3 separate regions of the Mus musculus genome follow, and all the other regions are linked to region 1. A link is a contact called in public HiChIP or PLAC-seq data. All regions are on one chromosome and are shown on one strand. The core of a region is the stretch at or near the end of the contact, and the rest is flanking DNA. Distances in the headings are between cores, read along the strand shown. Region 1 overlaps Rad51b (RAD51 paralog B). Region 2 overlaps Dcaf5 (DDB1 and CUL4 associated factor 5). Region 3 overlaps Actn1 (actinin, alpha 1).

Region 1 (3,825 bases), core at 596-3,095:
AACGGTTCCCTAAAACAGACTTCAAGATAACAGCCTAGAAAGGGGTCGGTAGCCTACTAGCCTTTGACAGAGACTTTTAAGCCTCTTTACAAAGGCCGTTAGTCATGTGTAGGGAAAGAACAGGATCCAAAGGTATAAAGTAAAAAGTATCCCCATTTGCACTTCCCCAAACTCTCCCACAGCATGAAGGGCCCTTGATAGCAGTCTTACTGATTATAATCTGCGGTCTTAGGTGGCTTTATGCTCTGTTGTCCGATCAAGCTGTCCTGGTTCACGTGTTTTAGGGATTTCATTCTCTTGATCTTGGTATGGTTACCAAGGGGACCTCAATGTCTTCTCTTGAATCTGTGCCATCATTTAAACTGAACGTGTTACCAAGTGATCTCAACACACTCTCTGTGACTGTTTCCTTCAGGATTTTTTTGTTGATGGCATTTAGCTTCACCTAGGCACCGCATCCTTAACCCAGGGATTACCCAAACATCATGGTCTGTTCTCAATTCCCCACTGCAGTCTCCCCTCTGTACTTTCTGAATCCGTGTTGGATCTTGTTCTCCTTTCCCACTGCTGCTACCCCTCAGGGGACACACAGACGCTTTCTGTCTGGCCTCTGCTCCCCTTTAGACCTATTCCACATTATCTTCAGAGTTCTTTTTCTGAAACATAATCCAATAAAGTTGTTGTCTTTCTTTTAAACTACCATGAGCTCTTCTGCAACTCTGAGTATTCTACCCAAGGCCCATCACCATCTCCGTTTAATTTAACCCACTCAGCTCCCCACCATGACTCTACGATTATTTTTCTATTTCCAGCATGCTATGCCATTTCAAACATTTCAGCATTCATACAAACCATTCCCTATGATGGTGCTGTTCCTTCCAACCTTAACACTCGGAAAATTCAGATTTTTCATAAATTCCCAATTCTACTGTCTCCTTTTCTTTGCAGAAATAGTTGTTTCATGCTCTGTGTTTCTCCATGTGTTTTGTTTGCTTAGTTAAAAGGCACTAGCACAGTGTATGTCCTCAGGTCTGAGGTGGCATCTTAGGATTTACAATTTTCTCTCTGATGACTAGTACACTCAGGTGCGTAATAAGCGTCTATGAACTCAATGAATAAGCCCAGAGATTAATGTGTTACAAAAGCAAAGAAGCAGACATTCCAGTATGACTCAATATAATCATAAACTAAAACAATTTATTTTTTAAAATATAAGCTTCATGGTGGGGAATATTAGCCAGACCAAATAATATAATCATTATGTATGGCCTTGGCTAAGATGATCAAAATTGACCTTTCAGTGCTGTAAACTTGTCTCTTGGTAAAAGCACACAGTGCCTGATAAATAATAAACACTGTATATGTGTTTGACATTGTCGGTGTTAGAGGCTTATACATGGGTCCACAGTCCATCTGCATAGATACAAATGGAATCCTAATTCTAAGTTACTAGCCTATAATAACTTACCTTAACATTAAGAAATGAATGCTCGCATACCCAAGTTTGCTAATGCACACAGAAATATTCTGCTTTAAACACATGGAACGAGCCAATGGCCTTTGGCCCCAAACCATACATAGCACTGGAGGATGGTAGGCCGAAAGACTTTTGGCGATTTCTTCTAGGTTTTTGTATAGACTAACATCAAGCCAATTTATCTGACCTCCCTGATCCACCCAGCCCATCTAGTACCTTTAGCTATTTTTTTCTAGAAGCCTGAATGAGTCAGAACAAGAAAATGATTAATCAACTTGGAGAGCTTTGAAAGCTGGAACAGAGCCCTGCTGTGAGTAAAGCCTCGGAGCTGTGGGACTGTAGCAGTTGGAAAGTTAGGGGATTTCCATGGTTGGAAACATTTGGCCGGCTCGCCGTGCTCCTCTGACCTTGCAATAAGACAGAGCAGGCCTAGCCGGGTGATTTACCTCTGACAATATCCCATGTCTGCTGCCTTTGGCTATGTGCTCTGACTTGACAAAATCAAAGTAATTCCCCCTGAGCCTTATGATTTTGGATCTGGCTCAGAAAATCCCCTCTGCTTTTTTTCTCTCAGTGGATAGTATTCTCAGTCCCTGGCTTCACTTTTAACTGTGAGGTTGAAATTAGACGTACACACACTGTGCTTGGCCATCAGTCGGGGTGTGTGTACGTGTGTGTGTTTGTGTGGGGCGGTTCTCTTCTTCTGTCAGGACAGGTTGGTTTCACAACTCAGGAAATACAGCACCATCTTGCTTTTCTTCTCTTTTCCTTCCCTTCCCTTCCCTTCCCTTACCTTCCCTTCCCTTCCCTTCCCTTCCCTTCCCTTCCCTTCCCTTCCCTTCCCTTCTTCCCTTCCCTTCCCTTCCCTTCCCTTCCCTTCCCTTCCCTTCCCTTCCCTTCCCTTCCCTTCCCTTCCCTTCCCTTCCCTTTCCTCCCTCCCTCTCTTCCTCCCTCCCTTTCCCTTCTCTCTTTTTGCCAGTTGTTACATAGCAGGCACAACTTAAAATCACTTTTCCAGTTGAAGTTTTGAATTATTTTCTGGTTCCCTGCTACATCTATTCAAATTCTCCCAAATGTTTTACTGGGGCCTTAATTTCTGTTTTACGATTTTGGTTTTTTTTGAAGATACTATTCTGGTATCATTAACTTTTAGATGCTTAATGTGCTGCAGATAGTGTGTCTGAGCAGGGCAAGTGTGCTTTCCGGTTTCTCTCTTACCTGCAATGCTACACTGGGGTAGGGCCTAGTGGCTTTCTCATGTGTGTGTCTTCAATACTCACATCTCATCTCAGCCTCCATTTCACTGCCTCTCCACATTATCTCCTTTCTTTTGTTTAAACAGATGAATCGCTGGGGTTTTTATTTCCAGATCTTTCTGCCCTATCAAGGCATCGATGATGTTTACTGTGAGTGTGCTATCAATAGTGTGTCAGTAAGATGTTCTAGACTTGATTATTTCTTGGTCTTGTGTGTCTGTTTCTCTCTTTAATGTCATTCATTTCTCTTATACAACTTCTTAGGCTCTCATCCACTAACACAACAACAATAACCCCAAAAGATTTAGGCAAAAATTTCTGCTTAATTCTCTTACTTATCAGAAAAGATTCAGGTTCTTTCCCCAAAGCAGCAAACACTGTCATGTATCTCACATAGTCACATAAACACACACATGCCACCGTTCACTGCAAGGGCTCTTAGCCATTGATTTATAGGTCACAAGGACCTTGTTGAGCAATGGCAGCTGCTGATTTTCATTGCATTGGCATGGAGGTGGCCTGGGAATTTTCCTTTTGGCACACAGGTCAGTAAACACACTGGGGATTTGCAGTAAAGAAATAAGGAGCTTGGTGTGGGGGGGGGGTGGGGGGGATGGTATGCTGGTGGCTTAGAGGAGGAAAAAGAAAGGGAACTTTGGGGAAAAGATCTGAAGTTACCGAATAAGCAATAAACAAAGGGGAAAAAGTCGCAGGAGTTAAATATAGAGAAATGATTTAATAGAGAGAAAACAGAAGTCAGGGGAAGGAAAGCAGAGTGGTTAGGGAAAAGACAAGTCAGGAGCAAAGGTTAAGAGAAAAAAAGTGAGACCCAGCTGGTCCTCTGCTTGGAAAGGAAGCACGAGAGAGGCCATTCAGTCCTAAGCAAACACAGATGAGAAGGCATTCCAAATCAGTGCGTCACCTCTTAAACCTGCTCTATTATTAGAATCTGCCATCCACAACCCGGCTTCTGGTCAAAATCCTCCAGCCCATAGAAGCAGAAAGATCCTCACTCAATTCTTTTGAAGTTAGTCTCTTACTTAGTCAAAGCCCTCAAATTCTATCATTCTACACAACTCCAAAGTGAGACAC
Region 2 (3,825 bases), core at 740-3,239, 770 kb before region 1:
GATTGTTGAGCCCTTGTACTTGATCAAGTTAGTATTTGTGTACTGACGTGGATTAGGTTAAACTTCCCTGTGAGCAGTGAAATGAGTCATTGTGGAGACAACAGCTAAGCTTTGATACTAGCTGGAAAAAGATTGTGGAGAATACAGACTGTACAACCCATGCTCGGTTTTGTATTGTTATCTTTCTAGCCCAAAGCCAGACAAAGTATGTCTCCTTTGCCCCAAGGTAGTATATGGTTCTCCTTTTCCTCAGTTCTAAGTATTTGGGAGAAATGGAGACACTGTTGCCTATGTATTGTATTTGAAATAGTCTCCCTCTGGCATCTCCCTGTTCTATTCTACCTTATAAGGTAAAGGCTCCTAAGAACTGAGATTTGAGGGGAGGGGGGTTGTTTGCTTTGAGAAAGGGTCTCTCTATGTAGCCCAGGCTGGCCTCAAACTCACAGAGATCTGCTACCTCTGCCTCCTGATTTCTGGGATTAAATGGACCCAGTTTCAACACCCCCAATACACACACCATCTGGGACCCATGCAGAACACTGGATCATGGTGGCCCAGTCTTGTAATCCCAGTGATTAGGAAAGAAAGAGAAACCAATACAGACAGACAGACAGACAGACAGAGAGAGATTACACCTCTGCTTTATGAAGTTCAGCTTTATGGTTTAGTACAAGTGATTATGAATGTTAATGAGAGCATGGACTGTAGATTTCTCTTGGGAGTGATTGGCATTAGAGCTCTTCTGTCTCTGTTTCTACAGCAGAAATCTTTCAGAGAGCACACCAGGACTTCAGTGCCGTGAGCACTGACCATTGCCAGGCCTCACTAAGTCTGATGTTTCATCCAGCCCAGACCTAGGAGGCAACCTTAGGAAAGGAAGCTCTACTCCCAGTGGTGAGGTTAAATGTGTCACTACCTCAGGGCCCACTTGAGATAATCTTCTACACACATTGAAAAAAGTGGAGCCTAATGACAAAGGCCTGTGGTGGCAAGTTCAAGGTCAGACCGGCAAGCTAGTAAGACACAGTCTCAGAACAAGTTTTAAAAGGTCAGGAGGAAGGCCCCTTGGTCTTGCAAACTTTATATGCCTCAGAACAGGGGAACGCCAGGGCCAAGAAGTTGGGGCGGGGAGGGCATGGGGGACTTTTGGGATAGCATTGGAAATGTAAATGAAGAAAATACCTAATAAATTTTTTAAAAAATGGAAAAAAAAGAAAAGGTCAGGAGGAGTACAGTTGAGGGGGTTTCCTGCCCAGCATGAGTGGAGCCTCAGGCTCATTGGCTACCTAATTTGTTATGCTTTTTACTTTGTTTTGTGATGTGCTGTGACTTTGTAGTCCAGGCTGTCCTAGAACTCTTTATAGTTTAAGCTAGGCTCTTCCTCACTTGGCCTCTTGCCTCAAAGCCGTCTGAATACTTGGATTACAGGTTTCAGCCATTACACAGAGTTTGCTGCTTTATATTTTAAATATCCCAGAATTCTCTGTCCCTTTTTGGAATAGTCTTCTCCCAGATAACCACATAATTTGCTCCCTCATTTCCTTCAGGGCTTTGCTCACAGTGCCATTTTATCAGAGAAGTCTTCTGTGGCCACCTTACATAAATGGAAACCACCTACCCCGGCTACCTCAGCTTCTTATCTAGATGGTTCCCTGTTCTTTTAATGCTTGCCCCCACTGGGAACGTCACGTATATATTTCTTGTTTCTTGTTCCTAACATTGTTCCCCTTTCCCACATTATATGTGTATAATTTTACCCGACTCAATAAAAGATGATTGTCCCGTGAGAGCAGAGACAGCGTTGCTTTCTCTTCGCCATTTCTCTTTCCTTCCCTAGAATAGTGCTCAATACATAGTAGACACTCAATAAATATTTGTTTAAAGAATAAAAGAATGAACTCATTTTATTTTCAGGCTCTCACAGTTAACAGTATCCCAGGCAGCCAACTGTTAATGTTGGCAAGAATCCAACAGCCAACCACTAAATGCCATAACTGAATTCTTCAGGGCAGCTTGTAATTCCAGTGTTGGTGTGAGCACTTACAGAGTCTGGCTAGATGTCAGTGGGTGGAGACACCCCACCCCCACCACCCCGGAAATGATCAGTCCTGGTAGATGGAAGAGTTTTAAGGAGAAGAACTATCAGAACTTGCTTTACCCCCAAAAGCATTGAAAGCATTCCAAGCATTTTCTGTGTGTTTGAGGAGCTATATCAGAACCAGCAGACTTAACTCTGGGAATGTTTTCTTCCTTCTAAGGCTGTCTTCTGAGTCAGCGTTCTGTCTGGACAGCTGGCCCCTTTAACGGTCCTGGGCTCTGCCCCAGTGAGTACTAAGCAATTAGGAAAATACTGATCTTTCAGTAAAGTAAGACTTCTGATGAGTATAGCCTTGTGGTATTGTTTTTAGTATGCATTTTTTGTTTATTTCGGTTGGTGAGGTTCAGAGAGGGAGGGAAGCAGGAATTTGATGTTAGGTTCATGGCTTCTTTTAAAGAAAACAAGAAAGAATGAGGTATGGACTAGCGAGTTTTGTTCTATGCATGCATGCATGCATGCATAAATACATACATGCATACATGCGTGTAATTAGTAGATGATTCTTTTGTGTTCTGGCTCCCTCCCTCTGCCGTACTAGAGGTTCAGTTTTCAGATGTAGCTAATTCTTTGGAAATGCAGTTCGCAGCAGAGCAGGGTAGTGTGGAAGACAAGGACTGCCTATGGCTACCAGCCCTTGAGTTTGCCCTTGAGAGGGGAGCCATAGAGCACAGACATCCTCATTCTTATGTCAGGACAGGAAGCTGGGCTGCTCACAGGCCCACTCACAGCAGTCTTTGGTTGTGGGCTGTTCCTGTGCAGCATTCACTTCTTGGAGCAACTTGCAAACATGCTCTGGAGAGGGAGAGCCTTTGTCAGAGATAGGGAGGCTAGCAGTAGGCAGCCAGGCAGAAGGTGGCCCAAGGGCGGGGAGCTACAGCGTCTGTCAACATCTGGAAATAAGTGTGTGCTCAAGGTGCTGTTTGTCACTGTTTGCTCATAACACAATGTATTTGTGAGTCTAATTAGTTAGGTTAGACCTAGCAATAATGATTTGAAGCTGCCACATAGAAAGACATCACTTACGTCCTTGTCATGGTTGGGTTGGAGGTAGCCTGCTGCTCCAGGATGTTAGGGAGATACAGAGAACCTTAGGATACTTGACCTCAAAGATCTCTATGAAGGGCCTAAGTTTTATTTTCTACACTTTTAAAAATTGTGACACAGCCGGGCGTGCACTTGAGAGGCAGAGGCAGGCGGATTTCTGAGTTCGAGGCCAGCCTGGTCTACAGAGTGAGTTCCAGGACAGCCAGGGCTACACAGAGAAACCCTGTCTCGAAAACCCTAAAAAAAAAAAAAAAATTGTGACACAAATATTATCTGAGATTTTTCCATGTAAAAGTACTAGGTTTTGATCTGGGTGTATATGTACATGCCTATAATCTTCATACCCAGGAAGGTGAGACAGGAGAATTAACAAGATTAAGATTAAGTCCAGCCTTGGCTACTTAGCAATACCCAGTTTCACACACACACACACACACACACACAGAGTACACTTTAGGAGCTGAGGTATAATTCAATAGCATGGTGTTTCACATGTATAAGGCCCTGGGCTCAATTCTCACTGTCCCTCAAACCTTTAATTTAAAGATGTACAGTTGTGGGGGCTGTTGAGATGGCTCAGAAAGTAAAGGTGTTTGCTGCCAAACCTGATGACCTGAGCTGTCCTCCTCAGGACCCACATAGTAGAAGGAGAGAGCAAACTGGGCAGTGGTGGCACATTCCTT
Region 3 (3,825 bases), core at 965-3,464, 620 kb before region 1:
TCAGGCTGAGTTCATTGCCCATAGAGTCAAGGCTAGTGAGAGGTTAGGTTTAGTCCTAAAGCTTAGCCTGTTTGGCCGTCTGTACTCTGAGTTTCCTTGACCCCAGCACTCATGCAGGGATGTGGGGTGGTGGGCTGGGTGACTTAGAGGGCAGAAGAGAGCAACCAGTGGTTGAGGACTCTTTCACAGCAGCTTGCAGGTGGGTGGAAAGTAAACAGATCTGGGTGGAGCTGTTGTGTGGAGCTCTGCCTTTTATCTGTGGGTGAACCAGTTGCTTTGAAAGGCTGGCAGACCGCCCTTAATAAGCTAACCAGACACTCCTGTTGACATTACCAGCACACCAGGCATCTGAGATCTCTCTGGACAGGTCTCTGCTTAGAAAAACTACCTAGAACACGTGCCCTGGCCAAACTGGCCGCATGTGGGTGGACTCTGAGGGACTCTGGGGAGTGACCATCCCCATGTCAGCTGGCAGGTGGAGCAGGGAACTTAAACCCAAGCACACCAGGAACTCTGGCCACAGCTGGGGTCTGGCTCTGTCCAGTATCCATGGCATCTCAACTAGCATGGTGCTTGCTGGTGGAATTGAAAGACTATAGTGTCCAGTGAGGGTTCGTTTGTTTGTTGGTTTTGCCTGGACCTGCTGGCTCTGCTCCTGGGAAGGAAGATCCCAGGAGAGGAGCCAGTTTGTATAGGAAGTCCCAGACCAACCTCAAGAGGCTTAATTTCTCCTTTGGGGGTTCTGGGACCATGTGGCTAAGGGGCTATCCTTTGACTCTCCCCACAATTAATCATTGTAGACTTAGCTGTGGGGGAAATGTGTTCCAGATGCCAGATTGTCCTCTGTCCCTGTGTCTAGTTCTGCCTTTTCTTAAAGGGTTTCACCTCTTACTTATTAAGGGAATGTTTTTAGAGCTTTCTGTCTCTCTCATACGTAGGCTTTTTGTTTTATTTTGAGTCAGGGTTTCTCTATGTAACCCTGGATATCCTGGTACCCCTAGTCATGCTGGCCTTGAATTCACAGAGATCTGCCTGCCTCTGCCTCCCGTGTGCTGTGATCAAAGACGTGTGCCCACTGCACGGCTGTCATATTCTCTCTGTGTATGTATGCATGCATGTATTTAGGAGGCAGGATCACATATAGTCCAGGCCATCTCCAACTTAACTGTGTAACTGAGGAAGACCTTGCACTGATCCTCCAGTCTCTAGTCGTGGGGTTATAAGCCTAAGTCACCCTCTCCAGCCTCCATTTGTTTAAATGTGAGAGAGTTTTCCCTCTATCATGGAAGCCATCAGTAATACAGTAATAGCCTAGACACTCTCTTCCACCAAATGATCCCAGAGAAACAGGAAGTCTCTTCCGTCTCTTCCCAGAAGCTTATGATAATGTTGTAATTTACACACTTCAGCCAGACTCTCTTTACATTTGGATGGGTTTTTAAATAGATAATGACAGCGTGTGGTGTAACATTCAAAAGAAAACAAAAGGATGCTCTGCAGAAAGCAAACAGCTCTCCCTCCCCAGTTCCAAACCTCTCTTCCTCCACCCTAGAGCCAGCCACGGTTCCCATGGCCTCCTGGGTCCTCCAGGCAGAGTCCAGCTTCAAGCTTTGATTTGGTTGGTTTTGTTTTTCATTTTCTTGAGAGAGGGTCTCACTATATCATCAAAGCTAATCTCAAAACTGAGGATTCTCTTTCCCCAGCCTCGGGAGTGCTGGGATTAGAGGCATGTCCCACCAGTGTTCCCTGGACACCAAGGTTTAGCCCGTCCAGTACACTAGTTACAGTTATTTGCTGGGCCAGGAGGGTCAGGGAGCTGCAGTCTTGAGACCAAAACATTGGTCATGTTTTGAGTCCCTTGAGGTTAAACCACCAGTCTCTGTGGAATTTACTGGAAAGAAACTACAGAGAAACAAAAGATTGTTACCAAGTGTTCTATTCAGCTGAGTTGTCCAAGCACCAGATGGATGATGGGATTTCTGGGCTGAGAGAGGTTAGCTTATCAGAGGTCACGTGCCTAGCTGAGCCAGGGCAGGCCCATGCTTCCTGACTGACAGGAACAATAGCTTCCCTGAAGTGAGCCAGGACTGCTAACCTTGGTTCCAAGAGACAAAGCTGTGTCCAGGAGAGGTGTGGCCGGCAGGTGAAACCTAGGCCTGTGGTAGGCTGCTGCTGTTCTGTTCCTGCCTAGCCCGGTCTCATTTGGCTGTAGAGCATTGTTTACTCTGTCCTGGTGTCACTGGGAGCCTCTCTGGTCAGGTCACTTGAGCGTGGACAGCCTGGATTGTGGATGGGGAAATAAATGTCTAAAAGAAGAGGCTTGCCGTGGGAGAAGGCAGAGAGTGTAACCAGCCAACTGTATTTATAGGCAGTCGGGCCAGGAGAGCAGCTAAGGATCCTGGGAACTTCAGTTCCTGGAGCACCAAGTGTGTTTGCATTTGGACACATTTGGTCTTAGTCATTTGTCATGTCTGTGTGATTGCACACAGCTCTAACCCTGTGTTTATAAGCAGTAGTGCATGCTATCTTGTTTCAGACTTCTTTGTTAATTACACATTCTTATGCTCACGTTATTTCAGAACCTATCATATTAATCATCTACTATGTGGGCACATATGGTGATTTACTTAACTATGTGCCTTATTATTACAATTTGGTGTCTTCCTGGTTTTCTCCACCTCAGTTAGGCTAAGGAGCAAGTTTTCATGCATAACACCTCTTCTTTCTTTCTTTCTCTTTATCTATTTATCTATTTCATTTATATGAGTACACTGTAGCTGTCTTCAGACACACCAGAAGAGGGCATCAGATCCCATTACAGATGGTTGTGAGCCACCATGTGGGTGCTGGGAATTGAACTCAGGACCTCTGGAAGAGCAAGCAGCCAATGCTCTTAACCGCTAAGCCATCTCTCCAGCCCCTAGGCCTTTTCTTTATTTGGCATTTTATACCCAGGATAGAGTCTTCGAATTGGGGTGTATAGTTCAGGCCTGTTGTGGTTCACATTGGCAAGCTGATTTCCTCTAGAGTTGTAACCAGTCAGCCTGCACACAGTTGTATGGGGGGTGGGGGTGGGGGACTGCCTCGCACACCCTCTGACAACTGGAATTAGCAGGAACTCGTTTTGCAAATATAATTGCTTTCCATTGCTGTGATAAGCACCAGGACCATGAGGAACTTGGGGAGGAAAGGATTTATTCTGCTTCCACGTCCCGATCACAGTTCATCAGTGAGGGAAAGCAGGGCAGGAGCCAAGGAAGATGGCCTCTCATTGGCTTTCTAAGGCTCACGGTCAGCTACCTTTTTTTATATGTCCAAGGGCTGCCTGCCCAGAGGTGGCACTGCCACAGTGAGCTGCCTTCCCACCCCATCAATCAATAGTTTAGAAAAGGCCCCCATAGATCTGCCTGCAGGGTAACGGGATGGAGGCAGAGCCTCAGTTGAGCTTCTCTCTTGCCAGATGATCCTACCTTGCGTCAGGCTGATCAGCTAATCGGCACAGTGAGCTCACCTGTTGTTTTAATTCACAGGGCATGACAGGATGTGTATAGCCATCTAATGTCCTTTGTGAGACACATGGGCTGTTGATCAGTTCCAGCTGAGGAGTCGTCTCTCTGCCTCACAGAATGTCAGCCCTCTCCTCTACCTTTGATAGAAATGCCCACAGCTCTTGCTACTAGATTCTCAAATGGCTGATGTCACTCACCAGTGTTCTTTAGGAGTGGTAGACACAGGTATTACTTGGTGCTTACCAAATGCACCACATATTGTGTTTGTATATAACATGCATGCAGACTTAGAAAGGTCCCATGCTTTCCCACTGTG

The links. HiChIP or PLAC-seq counts read pairs in DNA pulled down with a chosen protein or histone mark.
Region 2: a contact with region 1 is called in a FOXA1 HiChIP or PLAC-seq map of pancreatic cancer cells. The contact joins two enhancer-like sites. A contact is called at or near these places in 3 of 115 datasets of contacts at active chromatin or transcription factors (extraembryonic endoderm stem cells, large pre-B cells and pancreatic cancer cells) and 1 of 9 other capture datasets (adipose tissue).
Region 3: a contact with region 1 is called in a FOXA1 HiChIP or PLAC-seq map of pancreatic cancer cells. The contact joins two enhancer-like sites.

What each region holds. Positions count from the first base shown.
Region 1 is chr12:79,598,496-79,602,320 of GRCm38.p6, reverse strand. All of the region lies in intron 7 of Rad51b (RAD51 paralog B), which reads right to left. Among named protein-coding and RNA genes, the nearest start is that of Gm36048, 200 kb to the left of the region's middle. Within about 2 kb of position 1,845, at least 157 of the 459 cell types and tissues checked have an H3K27ac peak or open chromatin away from gene starts, as enhancers often do. A contact at or near this core is called in adipose tissue and pancreatic cancer cells, where this site is marked.
Region 2 is chr12:80,364,550-80,368,374 of GRCm38.p6, reverse strand. All of the region lies in intron 6 of Dcaf5 (DDB1 and CUL4 associated factor 5), which reads left to right. Among named protein-coding and RNA genes, the nearest start is that of Mir1843a, 25 kb to the left of the region's middle. Within about 2 kb of position 1,989, at least 158 of the 459 cell types and tissues checked have an H3K27ac peak or open chromatin away from gene starts, as enhancers often do. A contact at or near this core is called in adipose tissue and pancreatic cancer cells, where this site is marked.
Region 3 is chr12:80,214,905-80,218,729 of GRCm38.p6, reverse strand. The region is part of intron 1 of Actn1 (actinin, alpha 1); the gene reads left to right. Among named protein-coding and RNA genes, the nearest start is that of Actn1, 44 kb to the left of the region's middle. Within about 2 kb of position 2,214, at least 95 of the 459 cell types and tissues checked have an H3K27ac peak or open chromatin away from gene starts, as enhancers often do. A contact at or near this core is called in pancreatic cancer cells, where this site is marked.